2 separate regions of the Mus musculus genome follow, and region 1 is linked to region 2. The links are chromatin contacts, called in public HiChIP or PLAC-seq maps. All regions are on one chromosome and are shown on one strand. Each heading gives the region's core, a stretch centred on a gene start, on an enhancer-like site or on the middle of the called end of the contact. The rest is flanking DNA. Distances are from core to core; before and after follow the strand shown. Region 1 has its middle 31 kb from the start of Platr6. Region 2 overlaps Gm33945 (a long non-coding RNA gene).

Region 1 (3,190 bases), core at 150-2,649, 260 kb before region 2:
GCTGAAGCATGCCTGCCGTATTGATCGCCAGTCCCTGGTTTTGCACTTAGCTCTGCATGTGTGATCAATAAATGTTTGTTGGAGAATCCCTATGTATTGTAGCCTACTTGTAAGGGAACATATTTTCAAAGATGTGCTCTCCGCAGCCCAGGATGGCCTCCAAATTGCCATGTAGCATAGGCTGCCCTGAGCTTCTGACCCTCCTTTCCTGCCTCCCTCATTATAGGTGTATTATAGGATTCTAGGTGTGAGCCACCGGCCTGGATCCCACTTAGTTTTTATAATTAGGTTAGAAAAAATATAGATTAGGCCTATTTGCCTTATGTACTGAAATACCTCATTGTATCTTACCAGCTTTTTATAGTGTGTGATGCATATTCTTACCCTCTGAAGATTATGCACTTGTTTAGTTATTATTTTTTCCTTAGCTATGCTACTTTCTGTTCATTAACAAACCTCCTTTAGAAAAGAAGCAAAGGCAATAAGAATATGAGAGAGCTACTTCGATTTGCTTAATTTTCCATCTTATGTATTATTTATTCAACCACAAACTATGTTTTTAAAATCTCTCATGTCTCCCAAATATCAGGCACTATGTTACTTTTATTGTATTGAATTTATTAATGATTTATCATACACATAGCATTATGGATGGGATTAGGAATTGTACCTTGAGTTCAGGACTTTTTTTTTTTTTTGGAACAGCACACTTTAATTTTTGGAGTAATTTTGAAAAACTTATAGTTATTTAAATTTAAACCTTTTTAAGTTGCCATATTATCATAAAAATCAAAATATTAAGGAGTTGCAAAGGATCTAAATTCCACCATTTGTGACTGGGGAGCAAAGGAGTGCTCCCCAGTGGTGGTTAAAATGGAACATTTTCCCTAACAACCCCACCTAATGAACATTTATTAATATCCCTATTTGATTAAAATGTAATGAAGTTTTTCTCTTTAAAAAAAAAAAAAAACAGAGTCCAGAGGGATGCCGACATCCTGCCTCTTGCCACCATTTGCAAGTAGCTGAGTCACTTAAGGAACTTGTTCTGCCTCAGAGCATGGGTTGGGTTCGGCCTCAAGGGGTTTCCTGGAGAAGTTGGGAAAGTTAGAGGGGAAGACGGCTGGGGAACTCCACATGTTAAGCCTGAGAATCTCAAGGAGACAAAGCCAGATCCACAACTGCCCAGTTAATCAAGCTCTAGTTTGGGGTGCACCTAGGAGTGGCCAGCCAGCTGACTTACCCTGGGTTGGAATTTGAGGGAGCAGCACCTCCTGGTCTCTCGAAGCCCCTCCAACAAGGGACATAAAGTGTTCCCAGGAGCAAGAGAGTGGGTCTTATACACTGTTAGAAAGACACACTAAAAGCGAAGGACTGGGGAAGGATCATATCAGCTGCAAGCAGTTTACATCAGCTCTAAGAAACAGGAACTAATTCTTAATTACAAATAGAAACCTTACCTTGCAAGGACTTAATCCTGGACAAAAAAGGAAAAAAAAAAAAAAAAAAGAACTTTAACTAGGATTTAATACAACAAACAGGAACTGCTTTCAACTACAAATAGAAACTTTAACTTGCAAGGACTTAACACAGGGCAAACAGAAACTTAGTCTTAACTGTCTTAGACGCAAACAGAACCCTTAACTTGCAAGGTTCCTGTTTTGTCTTGCAAGTGCTGATCTGTTACAACCTCTTATTCTCCAGGAGAAACAATAGACCCGGGGAGGCCAGCACCTGCTGAGTCCAGCTTCAGGGTACAAAGTTCCAACGTCTTCCTGGAGCTGCAGATGTGGTGGTGTATGTAACCTTTTAAACCCCAGTTCTTGGGAAGCAGAGGCAGGTGGGTTCTGTGAGTTCCAGGGTAGCAAGTTCCATGCTCTGCCACCAGCCCTACACAGGAAGACCCTGTCTCAAAAAGGAAGGAGGAGGAGGAGGAGGAGGAGGAGGGGGAGGAGGAGGAGCAGGAGAAGGGGAGGGGAAGCGGAGGAGGAGGAGGTCATGGAGGAGGAGAAGAAAGAGGGAGAGGAAGAAACAAGGAGAAAGAGGAGGAGGAAGAAGAGGAGCAGGGGCGAATTGCAACAGCAGTACTAATAAATACCATATTTTATGTATTTTATATATACATGTCCCAAATTTAGTAACTTCTTTTCACTTATCTCTCATAGTTTTCACACTTTATTTTCTCCACACCATCTACACAGAATTTTATCTAAAATTTTAGATTAATTTTGTATTTTTTTAAAATTAAGGACAAAATTACCATCTCTTGTTTTGATTTGTACAACTAATTTCCATTTCACCAAGAAAATGGAAATAAATTCAATTTTATTTTATAAAAATGACACCTGGAAGGCTTCATTTTTGTTGCTCAGCATTGTAGGTAATAGAGTTTGATGAATGATGTAATCTCTAATAGTTTTAGGTGGCTCTTTGAGGTATTCGATCCCAGCTTTTAAGCCCCTGTTACAATAGTGAAATAATTTAATTCTGTGCAGCGCAATTATTCTCAACAACACAATAGCTTTTGGGGTGGTTGAACGTCCGTTTGTAAAGTACGGTTTGGAAGCAAGCCTCTGTGGGGAGGTGAACAGAGAGAAACACCGAGGGGCAAAGAAGAGAAAGAGAAACTTCTGACGTGTTTTAGGAACTATTCCTCTTTCTGACACAACATTAGGAATGAAGAAATTAACAAAAGGGAGAAATTTATAGGACCCGGTCTCCAGTATTATTGCCCAGCTCTCCACTTTCATGCAATCTGTGTCAAGGACTGACTGGTTCTGCCATAGAAGATGAGCAGGCGGTAAAGGCTACTTTTTCAGTCTGTTTTTGTGTCCCACGGACAACTGGACTTCCCATTTAGTACAACATCATACATGCACATGCAGTGTGGAATCCAACCTCTGCTGAGGGTTACTTGCCTGAAGAAGACCCCAAATAGACCCTAACCTAATGTAAAATTAAATAGATAGGTTCATTCACACAGCAACCTTTTACCATGAAATGATCTTCCAAATGTCAGAAGTGATTTTGAAAATCATTTTGCACAAAATACTGGACAAGAAACCAACATCAAATAACCTAATTTGGGAGGGGACTTAAAATGGGTTTTTACAAGTATTTTTCTTATTTTTACATTTATTTGTGTGTGTGTACACGTGCGCGTGCACACCCGGCATGAATGTAGAGGTTA
Region 2 (3,187 bases), core at 391-2,890:
ATTTAAGATGGAGTCTTTTCTTTTACCTTTGTGTAGTTTGCTTCTATTGTAGCTCTGTAAGTGGTGACTCAAAAGTCTGTAGGCTATGTCTTTGGAAGCTATATCCATCATCCTTCTTTGTAAGGTCCCCCCTATGTAGAAATATTTTGTTTACCTTAAGTAAATGAGACCCCACAGATAGGTTATGTTTGTCAAGACCTGTACTCACTGTGATAACTATGAACACACAGCCGCAGAAAAGTCACCTTTCCACACTGCTTAGTAGCCATGAAAATTACAATAAATCTATGAATCACTTTGAAACATTATTTAATCCTGTGGTTGAGGTGTATCAAGAAAACAAAGAGTCCCAGTTATTTCCTGGAAAACTGTTAACTGAGTATAGTTTTTAAGTCTTGGTACCTATCCAGGTACTTTTATCTGAACACATTAAATAGTTAATTACAGTATTTGTGGATACAGTTACAGAAATTGGCAAAAAGAACAAAACTTGTAATCCTCAGACATCTATATAGAAACAGAATGTATGGGTCTCCCCTGTGAGTCAGTCCATGTACATCGGAATCCAAGATAACTCAATTTCTGCTGCAGGCTTCTTAGGTGCTCAAGCTCAGCGAGATAGCACTCCAACCAAACAAGGTACCACTGCTCTCTTTCCACAGAAATGGGTTCCTTCTAACTAACTCCACAAGATGGAAGCTTGGTGACTCTTCTTCTAGCTTTGTAAACCAAGCATAGTGGTGGAAATGAGTCCTCGCCCGCAGGACTGAGAGTCAGACCTTGAAACCATCCCCATCTTCTCAATATGTTTAAGCCTCACTCTGCACACTTTGCTGTGTGCTCTGTACATCACCCGTCTGTCCCTTCAGCATCTTGCCAAGTCTTCATCAACAATAAGATAATGCGGAAAAGAGCAAGAACATTCTAAATCAGAATTAAGGATTCTTTCCTCAATCTGCATACTTCCTACATTAAAATGCGTTAGACTATTACATTTTATTAAACAACTGTAAGGAGTTTGAGGTTCCAAGCCTAGTCATTAAAGCCACAAGGTGTACCATCCATGACTTTCAAAGGGAATTCAGCAAATGAGAAATATTAGTGTGGGTGAATTTGTCTTGTACTGTATAGTATAACTATATGTAGTATATAACATAACGTAGTGTAATGGATGAAGGAGAACCACATTGCAGGGAAAGGGCAACTCAGGAAGGCATCTGTAGCTTGCCATATCTCTACTTTTTTCAGCCAATAATTTGAAGTCAGTGTATATAAAGCTGAGATGAAAATATCCATTTAGGGAAGCTGAGATGAAATGACTTGCAATCCAAAGAAGAAAAGAGGAAGAGAAAGGGGTAGGAGAGGGCACAGGGAGGGAAAGGAAATGGAGAAGGGAGAGGAGACAGGGAGGGAGAGAACTGGAGAGAACTTTAGTCACAACACTGTTTTTATCTTATTCTCATAAATTACATAAAATAAAAATCCTAAACTAGTAACCCCAAAAAGCAGAAAGGAAAAAATATTTTATATTAGATAAATTTGTTTTGGTTAAATTTTGTACCTCTGCAGCTGTTGTGATTTCCCAAGGGTCTTGTGCAGTTAGTGGATGGTTTCTGTTAATTCTAAGCTTTGGTTTCTCTTTCAGTTCTATCTTCATGCTAACTCCATGTGAAAAACAATTGGGAGGGCTTTAACAGAACATGTAGCTCTAGAACCTCTGGGGCTAACGGGAGACCCTGCATTCATCCGCCTGACTGGCAGGATGGGATTTGATGGGCTCCCTGCTGAGTGCAAGTGCTCTTCAGACTGGCTTTCTAAATATATCCACGGAAGGAAATGAAGTCTGTGTCATCAGGCTATCTGCAGTATGTAAAGCAAAAACCACCCAACATTTTAGTGCATTGATATTTGTTTGTTTGGAAGATGAGCCAGGCTAACTTCTTACTCATTTATGTAATTCAGGCTGGCCTTGAACTCCTGATTCTCTTATCTCCACCTACTCAGTGCTGGGATTGTGGGTGTGTACCACCACACCGTATGATTAACACTCAGTGATAAAATCCAAATACAGCAGGCTGGAGATATAGGTCAGCCAGTGCAATGCTTACCTCACAGGACAAATGTTTAGCGCTGAAACTATGTAAAAATAACTAATTAAAATTTGTCATCCCAGTGCCGGGGAGGCAGAATCCTCTCAGGAGGATCCTCGGGGGTCACGGACCAGCCAGTGTAGACTCTGAAAGACCTTGTCTCAAAGGACGTAGATGGTTTCCTCAGAATGACACCAGAGGTTGTCCTTTGGTCTCTACATACATACACAAAGACATGCGTGAACACACACAAACATACATACACATTCAGTTTAATAAAACAAATATACCAGCTCAGTTGATGTCTATGGATTTCATAAAATACATGTATTATACTTTACAGCTACTCTCAAGAACCCCTTTTCATGTATGTGCATGTGAGCTTGCATATGTACACAGAGCACTAATGTCAGGAACTAGCCTTTATCACTCCACACTGCATTCGATGAGCCAAAGCCAGAACTCAGAAACATACTGGCCTTACTAGAGGACTGCCCTGCTCTGGGCATCTCCATCCTCTGCTTCCCAAGGCTGGACCTACAGGTGGGCCAGCACACCCACTAAGCATCAGCTAGGTTCTGGGGATCGCACCTCCAGTCCTCATGCTTGTGTAGCAAGCTCTCATCTGCCAAGCCATTTCTCCAGCCTGAGAGCTTATTTAAGCCCACGATGAAAATTGTGTTTGAGCCAAGACCAAGGACACTGACCCGACTTCTATACAGGTGTGTTCCTGTCTAGCCTAGCAGTTGCTTCCAGCCCCTCTGTCTTGGAGGGCTTTTAGTAGTTTCTTATCACTGCCTATGATCACTGAAAAAAGAAACCTGAATTGTTCTTTTCCTATAACATTCTTGGTTCTTCCTTCCCACTAAAAAGCACACACTCGGCAAGCCCTGGGGAGTGCTTCGTTCCAGTGTAAGATGGCAGCTTCCCTGATGTAGAAACTTCGAATGGAGTATTTCCCGAGACTTTCCTTCATTTGTCTAGGTAGGTTTTCCTCCCTTAAGATTTACTTATTTTTATTTTATGCGCAATATCGGAGTGCCTGCATATATGCATGTGTACCACATGTGTGCCTGGTGCTAGTGGAGGCCAGGAGG

Evidence for each region. HiChIP or PLAC-seq counts read pairs in DNA pulled down with a chosen protein or histone mark.
Region 1: a contact with region 2 is called in an H3K4me3 HiChIP or PLAC-seq map of bone marrow-derived macrophages, with 7 times the contacts expected there. The contact joins two enhancer-like sites. A contact is called at or near these places in 4 of 115 datasets of contacts at active chromatin or transcription factors (bone marrow-derived macrophages, embryonic stem cells and large pre-B cells).

What each region holds. Positions count from the first base shown.
Region 1 is chr10:21,825,545-21,828,734 of GRCm38.p6, reverse strand. No RefSeq gene overlaps it. Among named protein-coding and RNA genes, the nearest start is that of Platr6, 31 kb to the left of the region's middle. Within about 2 kb of position 1,399, at least 88 of the 459 cell types and tissues checked have an H3K27ac peak or open chromatin away from gene starts, as enhancers often do. A contact at or near this core is called in bone marrow-derived macrophages, where this site is marked.
Region 2 is chr10:21,564,439-21,567,625 of GRCm38.p6, reverse strand. It overlaps Gm33945 (a long non-coding RNA gene), which reads left to right. Exons shown (of 5, transcript XR_871483.2): 3 at 2,964-3,074. Among named protein-coding and RNA genes, the nearest start is that of Gm33892, 5.6 kb to the left of the region's middle. Within about 2 kb of position 1,640, at least 27 of the 459 cell types and tissues checked have an H3K27ac peak or open chromatin away from gene starts, as enhancers often do. A contact at or near this core is called in bone marrow-derived macrophages, where this site is marked.